Linked DNA regions of Mus musculus: region 1 is linked to region 2. A link is a contact called in public promoter capture Hi-C data. All regions are on one chromosome and are shown on one strand. Each heading gives the region's core, a stretch centred on a gene start, on an enhancer-like site or on the middle of the called end of the contact. The rest is flanking DNA. Distances are from core to core; before and after follow the strand shown.

Region 1 (6,348 bases), core at 3,221-5,720, 1.0 Mb before region 2:
CACTCCTGGCATGTAAATCTCTCATGGGCTTGTTTCCTTAGCTACTCCCTGGGTACATCTGGCTGAAAATGACTGGAAAGAACCAGAAACATTCTAAAGTTCAGCTGAGAGTATGACAGCGAGGTCTGAAGGTAAACAGACAGGATTGGGAAAAAAAGGAAGCAGGAAGCAAAGATGGTTCTGATAGATTCAACCTCTCCATAGAGATGCCCCATATGAGAGTGGCTTTTCACCTTGCTTCCTGAAGCTTCTGTGTGGCCATCCTCTTGCCAAGACTCCCCAGCCTCCGTTTGTTGTTCTGATCTGGAAAGTTGGGCCTTTTTAGTCTTGCATGCAGACCTCCACCTGCCCTGCAGTCTTTCATTTGTTTGTCTGTTTTTCTTTCTTTTTTTTCTCGACACAGTGTTTTTCTGTGTAGTCCTGGATATCCTGGAACTCACTCTATAGACCAGGCTGGCCTCGAACTCAGAAATCCGCCTGCCTCTACCTCCCAAGTGCTGGAATTAAAGGCGTGTACCACCATGCCCTGCTGTTTGTTTGTTTTTCAAGACAGGGTTTCTCTGTTGTTGTCCTGGAACTCATTCTGTAGAGCAGGCAAGTCTGGAACTCATGAGATCCACCTGCCTCTGCCTCCCGAGTGCTAGGACCAAAGGCATGTGCCACCACTGTGCAGCTACCTGCAATTTCTATCATGATTGCTGAGGTCCTCAAAGTCCCTGTTATTGCGTGTACGTGCCATGGGAGCTTCAATAGGTGGGGCTCAGGCCATGGGTTATATCCTTGTCTGTGTGAGCAGGTTCTTCATTAGAAGCACAATTCATATGAATTCTTGACGCAGTGGACATTTTACTCACATATAGAAACATATTTATTTATTTGTGTGTTTGGTTGCATACCTATGCTATGGTATGTACCTGGAGGTCAGATGACATTTTTTTTTTCCCCCCTGATACAGGGTTTCTCTGCATAGCCCTGGCTGTCCTGGAACTCACTTTGTAGACCGGGCTGGCCTTGAACTCAGAAATCCGCCTGCCTCTGCCTCCCGAGTGCTGGGATTAAAGGCGTGCGCCACCACGTTCGGCCAGATGACTTCTTTAAGGACTCAGTTTTCTCCTTCCGCCGAGTAGATTCTAGGGGTCACACTGAGGTCATTAGGTTGGATGGGAAGCATCTGTACCACTGAGTTAATATATACATTTTTACATTATACATTTTATACATCCCTTTATACATAAACTTTGTTTTGCTGAAGATATGTTTTCGAGTAAGATGTTTACATTTAACTAGCACATTTCCACTCCCTGTACTTTTTTATTACTGCAGAACTGAGTTCCCATAGTCAACCTGAAGAAATTTCCTTTACTTTTACTTATTGTGAAGGTCCGTGGTAGATGTGTAAGAAATGAACTGTTATGGTTCATTTTCAGTATGAGGTGAGTTTATAGCTCATCACAGAGTCACAGCTAAGCAGGAAGCAATAGGTCTCCCTCTCCCCTGAGCTGCTGGCTGGTGCTGGCTTCTCTCAGAATTCTGAAGGTTGAAGAGTTGCAGAAGTCTGAGTCTTAGGGTTTCCACTGCTGTGAAAAGACACCATGACTAAGGCAACTCCTATAAAGGACAACATTTAATTGGGGCTGGCTTACACAGTATTATCATGGCAGAAAGTATGGCAGTGTCCAGGCAGGCATGGTACTAGAGGAGCTGAGAGTCCTATTGTCTTCACCCAAAGGAAGCCAGGGGCAGACTGTTTCCTGGCAACAAGGAGGAAGGTCTTAAAGCCCTCCCCCACAGTGACTCACTTCTTCTAACAAGGTCACACCTACACCAGCAAGGCCTCACCTCCTAGTAGTGCCACTCCCTGGGCCAAGCATATTCAAACTATCACATTCCACTCCCTGACCCCCATAGGCTAGGTCAAACACTTGAGTCTATGGGGGCCACACCTAGCCATAGTATAGTGCAAAATACATTTAGTCTTACTTCAAAAGTCCCATAGCCTAGTCTCAGCAATGTTAAAAGTCCAAAGTTCAAAGTCTCTTCTAAGATTCATCTAAACACTTAACTGTAATCTCTTATAAATCAAGATCAAAAAGCAGATCACATACTTCCAAAGTCACAGGATATACATTACCATTCCAAAACATCAGAGTGAGGAAATCCTGAACAAAAGCAAGACCAAATGCCAGCTGGAAACTCCAAACTCTGCATCTCCATGTCTGATTTCAATTCATTTATGCTTAATTGACAATTCTCTTTGGTGGGTTCCACTCCCTATTAGCAGATTTCCTTACCAGGTATCACATAACTCTGGCCTCTGGAATATTTTAGGGTCTCCAAAGCAACTTCAATGTTTATAGTTTCTTGTTTCAATGTCTGGGATCCACACGATTTTCGGGGTTCCTCCAAAGGGACCTGTCATTTCTCCAGCTCTGCCTTCTGTAGCACTCTAGGCTCTGGTTGACTCCATTCCACTGCTGCTGCTGTTCCTGGTGGTCATCCCATGGTGCGGTGCTGGCATCTCTAATACGCTGGGATTTCTCACTGCAATTAGGCGTCGTCAATAGCCTCTCATAGGCTCCCTTTAAGGTACCTGACCTTAACTTCTTTGCATGATCCCTCAGGCCTGGGCCATCAACTGCAACTCAAGCTGCACTTTCACCAATGGCCTTCCCTGGCATCTCACAGTGCCAAGCTAAGCTGCTCTCCATAACACTTTACGCCTTCAAAACTAGTACCACTTGGGTGATTCTTATACATTACCAAGTCTGGCTTCCAGCATGAGGTACATCCCCGGCTATTTCTAGAACACAGCTTCTTTCTGCTTTTAGAAAATACTTCCCAGAAGATTTCACCTCAGTGATGCTGGTCTCTTCATAATCACCACTAATTTCTTAGCTCCAGCTAAACAGCATCAATTGCCCCAGTAGTCCCTTCTATTCTTGACTCTAAAGCCAGAGCCACATGCCCGAAGCTGCTGAGTTCTGCTGCTTGCTGGAGCTGGGACATGGGCACCTTGTCTTATGACATTATCACCAACCTTTTGTTTTTCAACTCCTTCAGTGCCTAACTTGGCTGTCCTGGAACTTTCTCTGTAGATTATGCTGGCCTTGAACTCAGAGATCCTCCTGCCTTTGCCTCCAGAGCACCTGCCTGTCTCTAGAATGCTAGGATTAAATGTGTGTCCCATCACTGCCCGGCCTGCCCGGCTATCTACCCTCACTTCTTCTTTTTTTTTTTTTAAAGATTTATTTATTTATTATATGTAAGTAAGTACACTGTAGCTGTCTTCAGACACTACAGAAGAGGGAGTCAGATCTTGTTACAGATGGTTGTGAGCCACCATGTGGTTGCTGGGATTTGAACTCCGGACCTTCGGAAGAGCAGTCGGGTGCTCTTACCCACTGAGCCATCTCACCAGCCCCTACCCTCACTTCTTAATGCTTGTCTTACAGGTATTCACTATCAAACCCAGCTTCTAGAACTTCTTTTTCAGGCGTAACAGTAGACTATGCAGATGTAGCTCACTGGTAGAGGCTTGGCCGGACTTGAGGCCTTAGGGCTCCAAAGATACTGCACATTCCTACATAGTGGCACACTCTTAATTGCAGCACTTGGGTGGCAGAGGCAGGCAGATTTCTGAGAGTTCCAGGCCAGCCTGGTCTACATAGGGAATTCCAGGACAGACAGAGGTACATAGCGAGATTCTGTCTCTAACAAAACAAATCACTGGATAATATCCCATTTCCATGTAAACAGTCATTCGGGTTAGCTATTATAAATAATGACATACAAATATGTTAGAATCGGTGTTTTCTACGCGTTGGTTATACACCTAGACGTGGGACTGTCTGATCACGTGGTAACTACCGTGAGTTTTTTTTTTTTTTCAGTATTTTCTAGAGGTTGCAGCCTTTCCTACTAAATGCCCTCAAGAATTTTCTTAACACCTGTAATCATCCGAAAAAAAAAATTGCCTCCGATTCCTTTTCGCTGTTCTCGTGCTGCTGCGGCAGCAAAGGCGTTAAAATGGCATCCCTTTGATTCCAGGTCCGGAGGCAGAGGAAAGAGAACTTCCGTAAGTTCGAGGCCAGCCTAGTCTACATAGCGAGTTCCCCAGTTATGTTTCTCTCCAGCCAGAAATACATCCTGTCTCAAACAAATAAATTGATAAAAGGAATTCCTGGGTCTAGGGGAAACTGTTAGCAACCTATCTCCTCCAAGTCTTCCGAGGAACCCCCAGCGGTGGAAATGATGCGCAGGAATTGGTGCAGAAGCCAGATTGCGGGCCACTTCCGGGCGCTTCAAGATGACGGATTTTTCTCGTTCTGCGCATGCGTCCTTCCAGGGTTGCCGGGGCGACGGTGCCTTCCAACCCCGTGTCCACGCATAGTGAAGTTCGGCGTTCTCTCCTCCCCGCCTGCGGGGACCAGTCGCGCGGCGATGACGTCGAGGGGGTCTGGCTAGGCGTCGCGGACTCCGGAGATGGAGGAAAAGGAGCAGCTGCGGCGGCAGATACGCCTCCTGCAGGGTGAGCTGGCTGCGGTCGGGCCGTGTGTTCCCTTGTTTCTTGTGATCGCCGTAGACCCTCTCCGAAGCGAGTGCTGTCGGTTGCGGTCTCCCGATGGTCGTCATGGGTGGGCATCGGAGCGGCCGAGTCGGGTTCGGCCCTCGCGTGACAGACCCGCCAGGCTTCGGGGCGAGGGAGCGGGCCGGGCCTCCAAGGGGCTGTCAGGAGATGATAGCACGGTGGTCTTACCAGCGAGTGGTCGCGGCAGCCGACTTCCAGGTTCGGCTGGCTCGGAAGCGTTTCTCTTCCGCTGCCGTTGAGTGCCTTTGGCTCGATTCAGGCACAGCCCCCACGTACTCAGGGCTGACTACCCAGGCACCAGCTTCAGCTTCAAATGTTTAGACTCAAGTTGGTCTTTATAAGCGTTCATATCGTTTTCAAAGTTTCCCCCACAAAAGCATGTCCTAAGGAGAGTCCAAGTGGCCTTCCTATTTGAGACTACTTCGTGCGTTTCCCTAACACCCGACCGGAGGTGTCTGGCAGGATTCGAGGGTCGAGGCAGGCCCTGTGTGTGTGTGTGTTTGGTTATTGGGGATCCAGCGAGCCTGCTGGCGTTCCTTCACTCTTCTTCCAGGGCTCCATGAGTCACTTCATTGGAAAATCCTTGTGGTGGTGGTATCAGGTGTTTTTCTGTAGGAGATGATGTTAGTTAGCTGTTGGGTCATCATTGTGTTTTTGTTTTTTTGTTTTTTATTTCTGTCTGTCACGTACTGGGTTAGAGAAGCGTCAGTTCTGAGAAGACAGTTATGCACTATGGTGCAGTCCTGCAATTTTCCCCGTGAGTGGGTAAACTACAGGGCCTCAGTGGAAGACTTGTCCAGTTCTTACCCAGGCACCACAGGTTTCTGGTCCCTGACTGTTTTTTTTTGTTTTTTTGTTTTTTTTTTTGGTTTTTTTTGTTTTTTGTTTTTTGTTTTTTTTGTTTTTTTTTTTTTGGTATAGGGAGTGACACTTGCTCTCAGAACATTGTAGATCTCATAGGCCAGGGGGTAGAAGCAGTCATACCACAAAAGCTGCCATCTTCAGGATAAGCAAGCCAAATACTAATAGTGATGGAGAAGTGCTCACAGAATTGACAAGCCTAGAGATTTGGACTGAACTTTACATGGTTTCCAGTCACTTAGGACTGCTCTCAAGTCAGCAAGGCGAGCAGGTCTGGAGTATTAGGGTAGGGGTAGTAGTCTTGATTGGTGCTGTTTTTATTCACATCTCCTAGGTAACTGAGCGTGTGATTCTGCCTTCTCAGGTCTAATTGATGACTATAAAACACTCCACGGCAATGGCCCTGCCCTGGGCAACTCATCAGCTACTCGGTGGCAGCCACCCATGTTCCCGGGTGGCAGGACCTTTGGCGCCCGCTACTCCCGTCCAAGTCGGAGGGGCTTCTCCTCACACCATGGCCCTTCGTGGCGCAAGAAATACTCCCTTGTGAATCAGCCTGTGGAATCTTCTGACCCAGCCAGCGATCCTGCTTTTCAGACATCCCTCAGGTCTGAGGATAGCCAGCATCCTGAACCCCAGCAGTATGTACTGGAGAGACAGGTCCAGCTCAGTCCAGATCAGAATATGGTTATTAAGATCAAGCCACCATCAAAGTCAGGTGCCATCAATGCTTCAGGGGTCCAGCGGGGGTCCTTGGAAGGCTGTGATGACCCCTCTTGGAGTGGCCAAAGACCCCAAGGAAGTGAGGTTGAGGTCCCTGGTGGACAACTGCAGCCTGCAAGGCCAGGAAGAACCAAGGTGGGTTACAGTGTGGACGACCCCCTCTTGGTCTGCCAGAA
Region 2 (6,446 bases), core at 312-2,811:
GAACCCGGACACCACAGTGGTTATGATTGGACCTTTATATGGGGAGATGAGGGAAGGGATAGAGAGTCAGGTCAGAAGATAAGAGCTAACATCACTGGAACTGAAGGGGAAATTCAGGCTTCCCTTCACAAGTCTGGAGAATGGCACCATCAGAAGCTTTAAGTAGAATACGAGAGGCAGTTGTGACATACATGAGGTGGGACTGAAGGGGGAGTCTAAAAGAGAACCTTCAGAGACTCCCCCTGAGCCAAGGAAATACCAACCTCTAAAGCTTTTCAGAGTGGGAATGGGAAATAGCACTTATGAACTCTTCCAATGACCCAGCTACTGGATGAGACCACAGACTCATCTTGCAGCTCTGAGGGAGAGGGGCAGGGTTTGTGTTCATCCCATCTTTTACTGAATTTCTGTGCTCTCTCACAGCATGAACCTTCTTTCTCTTCCCCAAGGCGAGAGCCGTCAGATGCACATATTTTATCTTCTGGTGGAGCTTTGAATGATTCATCCTGACTTAAAAATCACAAGCCAGATAAGAGGGAAGGGCAGCAGTTTAATAACTGTCTTGATTTACATTTAAGTGCTGGCTCTTAAAATTTCTCAAGAAACTGTTTGCAGCAGGGCATCGCTTGATTTCTAGGAGCAGGGCAGCTACACCATCTGTGATCTAATGGAACCTGGTAGCAAGCAGCCAGGTTCACAAGTGAGTGCAGGGACAGCCAGGGTTACACAGAAAGACCTTGCCTGGAAACAACAATAACTACCACCACCATCACAAAAATCTCTTCTGTATCAGAAACATCAGAAATGTTTATGTAAATACGTATGTATACACACATGCACATACATGTGTGGGGTAGAGGTTTGACTGCGTGTGTGCCTGTGTGTGTGTGTTGTGTGTGTCTATCTGTGTGTGTCTCTATGTGTGTATGCATGCATGTGTATGTGTGTGGGCACAGGTATGTACATTTGACTATAGACTGGCTGTCTAACAAGCTCTGGTATCTGCCACTCTCAGCTTCTACAGTGCTGGGGTTAGACTCCCACACTAATGTGCCTAGCTTTTACAAGGTTCTGAGCGATCTGAACTCAGGTTCTCATACTCGACCAATTAAGTCATCCTCTCACCCCGTGGCAAATGGATTTCACTGTCAATTCTCAATTTGAAGAGAAATGAGAAAATTTAAAAGCCAACACATAACTGTAAATCAGAAGTTAGTAAACCCCATGCCCTTAATCTGGCTAGTGATTTTTAAGTCAGGATGAATCATTCAAGCTCCAAATAAGGCAAAATATGAGCATCTGATGGCTCTCACCCTGGGGAGGAGAAAGAAGGCTCAAACGACCATTGGACATTTTTTGAGTGTTCAAGTAGAGTCTGCACCTGACCTCAGCTCCCACCCAGCAGCAGGCATTGCAGAGGCAGGACCAGGGAGAAGGCCACCTCCTTCCTCTACCTTCAGCAGAGCCATCAGCACCGAATACATTTCTAGGGCAAGTCCAGGGACATATCCTCCAGTGACATTATCAGTCAGCAATCCATGTCCTTAAAACAAGATAAAAGGCCACGGACTAAACACAGGAAGAGAGGAAGATGACAATGGCTCTCAGGGTGACAACAGATGTGTGGCTGGCAAGACCCTGGCAGTGCCTGCACAGGACAAGGGCACTGGGCACCACGGCAACACTGGCCCCAAAGACCCTGCAGCCCTTTGAAGCCATACCACAGTACTCCAGGAACAAGTGGCTGAAGATGATACAGATCCTGAGGGAGCAGGGCCAAGAAAACCTACACCTGGAGATGCATCAGGTCTTCCGGGAGCTGGGGCCCATTTTCAGGTAAGGGCTTCCTTACTCATAGCCACGCACAGACAGAGCTTCCTGTCCTCTGGTTGCACAGGCTCTGCAGGGTATGAGGTGCTGCCATTCTCCAGTAGGCATCTCCAGGTATTCCATCTTTAGGAAGACAGGGAGGGAGCACAGGAGGTTATGGGCCTGACTCATGGGTTCTCCACATGTTCAGAGAAAGGCACTGCTCACTGCTGAGAGGATAGTGTGTGTGGGGGTGGGGGGGTGTTGAAGTGGAGGGGAGTCAGGCAGACACTGGGAGAGCCCTCCTGTGGGGGGAAGCAAGGGCCAGGAGAGGATGAGATGAGAGAGCACACTGGCAGGGCTGGCTTTGCAGGGAGCTCAGGTGGAGGGCATTCCACTAACAGCAGGGCTCTGTGCTTCATCCCACAGGCACAGTGTAGGGAAAACACAGATTGTGTTTGTGACGTTGCCGGAGGATGTTGAGAAGCTGTACCAGGTAGAGAGTACGCACCCTTGCCGCATGCCCTTGGAATCCTGGATAGTCCATAGAGAACTCCGTGGCCTGGGACGTGGTGTGTTCTTGCTGTGAGTGGACATAGGGAATGAGAAGGGAGGTGAGAGTGGAGTCCTGAACCCAGGATGCAGAACTGGCTGGGGTGGATGTGATGACTAATGTCTGACAAGCATGAATTGGTACCATGACATGGAAGTTTTGGGGATCTGGTGAAGAGGGAGATGGCCAAATAGCACTTGCTCTGAACATGCCTTTCCCAGTCTCCTTCCCACAGGTTATAGGGCTGCCCTAGGAAGGTGGGGATGGGAGACCCCCTGGATCAAGGTTACAGCCAGCTTCTTCCATAGCCCAATGTCTAGCAATGCTGTTTTGTTTCCCTAGGGGATGTTTTGCTCACAGAGATTTGAGGTAGACCATCCTGGGGACTTGGAGTGAAGAGTAGAAGTGAGCAGCTCTTGTGGGCTCACAATCAAACCCTGAATCAGGTGGTAAGAAAGGGGCTCCTAGAGGCTTAGGATGTGTGAGCTGAAAAGGAATTATTGCTGGGAATGAAAAAGGAAGGTTGTGCACAGCTAATTGAGACCGCACAAAGAGCAGTATTTTCTCAGTAATGGTTAAAGAAATTAGTACCTTGGAACCTTGTCTGAAATCACCTGGAAGCAAGGAAGTGCTCAACAGGCAATGGGGCAGAGCAGTACACACACATCTTGTCTCTGTATACTTGTGGTATTTGATTTGTATGCATTTGAAAGCATGACAGTGTGATGTATGCAGACGTAGGACTTGACTCTCTAAAGGAACGTGTGTTTGCCTTGGTGTGTATGGCTGTTCTCTTGGGTTCATGCCCACAGTGACTAGGATATTCAAACATGTTTTTGAGGTCCTGTGTGGGTACACATGTAAATATACATGTGATCACTGCCAATCACAGACTTTAGCACACAAAAGGATATGCTTCCTGCCTGTGTGGCTCTGTGTGCAAACTCCAGCCTGTCATTTACTGGAGCATCTCCATGGGGTCCCTGCACCCTGGACTTCAGTCTGTGGATGTTGTGAGTGGTCCTCTGCTGAGGTGCCTGCCTTAGGGAAGATGGGATCCCTTAGCTGAGACAGGCAGGGATCATGTCTCAGAGATCACACATTACAGGATGACAGGGCCAGTGAGCTCAGCTAGGGCTTCCTTTCTGTGGGGTGGTGGTATAGGCCAGGTAGGCAGAGCTTGACAGCAGAGGCTCCTTTCATCTTGGGTAACGGATGTGCTAAATCCACCTCAGACTTAGTGACCTCTGCCCAACATATGTAGGCTGCTTTGGAAGAAAGGAGTGGGTTCAGGACCTGAAAAGTCTACCTCTGAGCTCAACATCTCTTTTCCTCAATTTCTTTGAGAGTTAGGAAGATGGATATAGGTCTGGGGCCTTCCCTGGATATGTCTATAGTTCTACTCTGTCCTGCAGAAATGGGCCAGAATGGTACTTCAACCGACTGCAGCTGAACCCAAATGTTCTGTCACCAAAAGCCGTTCAAAAATTTGTCCCCTTGGTGGATGGGATAGCAAGGGACTTTGTGGATAACCTGAAGAAGAAAATGCTGGAAAGTGTCCATGGTAGCTTCTCTATGGACTTTCAGTCCAGTGTGTTCAACTATACCATAGAAGGTATGTGGCTTGCAGAAGGGTCCAGCTTGAGGGAGACTGGGATAGCAGAGGCCAGGAAGGAGCAAACCACATTGAGAGCACTGACTGCCTTGGTTCAGTGATAATATTCTCTCTGCAGCTAGCCACTTTGTTCTTTTTGGGGAGCGGCTGGGCCTCATTGGCCGTGATCTGAGCCCTGACAGCCTGAAGTTCCTCCACACCCTGCACTCCATGTTCAAAACCACCACACAGCTCTTGTACTTGCCCAGGAGCCTGACCCGATGGACAAGCACCAGGGTGTGGAAAGAAAACTTAGAGTCCTGGGATTTCATCTCTGAATATGGTAAGGACCACTGCCTTGGGCAGTGCCACAGGCAGGGGATGATGGTCACATGATTCCTAATTACCTGTGTTTACTTCAAAGAGCTGTGGCAGCTTAAGGCCCTTCCGGTGGCTCCACAGTGACTTCAGGGTTGTAGAACCCAGCCATGGTGGTACAGCAGCAGGAAGACTGAGGTGCTAGGGAACACAACAGCTTGGGACCTGGGGGAAGCAGAGACCTACCCCGGTATTACGATGCCACACTTTCTCTTCTTCTACAGTCACCAAATGTATCAAGAATGTGTATCGAGAGCTGGCAGAGGGTCGTCCACAGTCCTGGAGTGTCACAGCAGAGCTGGTAGCTGAGAGAACTCTGTCAATGGATGCCATCCAGGCTAACTCAATGGAACTCATTGCTGGAAGCACTGACACGGTCAGGATCCCCCAGAGCATGAATCCCACGCAGACACCCCAGAGTGTTCCTCAAAGCACAGTCACTCACAGTTCCTCCCTCACCCGGGCCATCCGATGCTGTTCCTCCATATTGTGGACATTTGCTGTGAAGCTTGTGAAATGTCTGAGCCAAGGGAAAGAGATGACCTGGCCAGGCAGTGTGTAGGCAAGGCCTGAATATCTGAGTTTCAGGCATAAGTCAGGTTAGAGAAAACCTGACAGGCAGCAGCCTATCCCTCATTTCCCCCAATGCATGAGCATGCTGCAGGCCTAGAAGGACAGTGAGTGGCCCAGAGTCTTCTCTATTGCATAGTAGAGCAGTCCTCTAGGTCAGTGTGAACTTGAGGCAAACGCAAGGAAAGACAAGGACAAGGGAGTGATAAGCACCCAGGTTACCCACTGGTGCAGAAGGGAGAAGATGGCAGTGTAATTCAGTAGGGAATGAAGGCCCAGGTGCAAGATTTCTGCCTGTGAAAGGACCCTTCTCCCAGGGTATACCCCGAGCTAGGCTTCTTGGTTAGGAACAGAGGCCTCAAGTTCTAGAAAAGAATGAGTAAGAACAGAAGCCACGATGTTCCCACCATGGAGTAGAACTTGAGAGAGACCAGCATAAGGCCTGTGGGAGAAGCCAGAGGCGCGGTAACAGTGCAGACAGAGATCAGAGAGCCTGTGAAAGGGGGGTCTGAGAAGGCAGAATTATATGCATACACTCCAGGGCTTGGTAAGGCAGCAAGATACCTGAATCTGGACACAGGGTCAGATGAGGCCAGCAAGAATCTGGACCCCATTAGGAAAGTCCATGTACCATAGTCTTATGCCAATCAGGCAGCAGAAACCCAGGTTGATGTGTCCAGTATACAGCATGGAAACAGACTGGTGATGAGAGAGAGAGAGAGGCGGGGAAGAAAGAGAGAGAGAGAGAAGGAGAGAGAGGGAGAAAGAGGGAGGGAGGGAGGGAGGGAGGGAGGGAGGGAGGGAGGGAGAGAGAGAGAGAGAGAGAGAGAGAGAGAGAGAGAGAGAGAGAGAGAACTAAGAGGCTGCTCTTGTGAGTCATGCCATTGGGAGAGGTATTTTGGATCTTGAGGCTCAGGCTTGCACAGGTCAGGAGGGGTCAGTGTGAAGAGTTGTGACTAATTAGAGGTCTAGACAATAAGGCCAATTCCAAGGGGCACGTGGAAGGCCAATGAAAATCAGGGACTGGGAAAGGTAGAAATGAGTGACACAGAGTCCATCTCAGTGGACACTAGATCAGGTCCAGAGCATCAAACTCTGAAGTTGCTGAGGTGTTGGCTAGGAATACCATGTCAGGGATTTCCCTTCCCAACCCACCCCAGGACATAGGGTAAGGAGTTCAGGTGAACATTAGAGGGGTCAGAGCCCCCAAGGCCTCACCTTGGTATATCCATGCACTTCCCCTAGGGAAGGGCATCTTTTTAGTAACAATGTCCTTTGGCAGGGTGTCTGAGATTGCTCTCTGGCTCCTGCAGACATCAACCCCCTTGGTAATGACTTTCTTTGAGCTGGCTCGGAACCCAGATGTTCAGCAGGCCCTGAGGCAGGAGAGCCTGGCAGCTGAGGCCAGCATCGCTGCAAATCCTCAGAAGGCCATGTCAGACCTGCCCTTGCTGAGGGCTGCCCTTAAAGAGACCTTGAGGTAGGTGATGACTACCCTTCCCTCCCTGCTGTTCAGTGCTCTCTCTCTCTCTTTTTGGGTCC

Evidence for each region. Promoter capture Hi-C pulls out the DNA fragments that hold promoters and counts their contacts.
Region 1: a contact with region 2 is called in a promoter capture Hi-C map of hippocampal neurons, with 2.4 times the contacts expected there. The contact joins the promoter of Zc3h3 here to the promoter of Cyp11b1 in region 2.

What each region holds. Positions count from the first base shown.
Region 1 is chr15:75,840,030-75,846,377 of GRCm38.p6, reverse strand. Zc3h3 (zinc finger CCCH type containing 3) reads left to right here and starts at 4,470. Exons shown (of 12, transcript NM_172121.1): 1 at 4,470-4,528; 2 at 5,814-6,348. The coding sequence starts at 4,483. Gm34851 (a long non-coding RNA gene) reads right to left here and starts at 2,873. Exons shown (of 2, transcript XR_384203.2): 1 at 2,292-2,873; 2 at 1,208-1,577. Gm46523 (a long non-coding RNA gene) reads right to left here and starts at 410. Exons shown (of 2, transcript XR_001781723.1): 1 at 234-410.
Region 2 is chr15:74,836,758-74,843,203 of GRCm38.p6, reverse strand. Cyp11b1 (cytochrome P450, family 11, subfamily b, polypeptide 1) reads left to right here and starts at 1,561. Exons shown (of 9, transcript NM_001033229.3): 1 at 1,561-1,836; 2 at 2,239-2,394; 3 at 3,778-3,977; 4 at 4,096-4,299; 5 at 4,559-4,710; 6 at 6,218-6,384. The coding sequence starts at 1,592. It also overlaps a transcript of Gml2 not described here.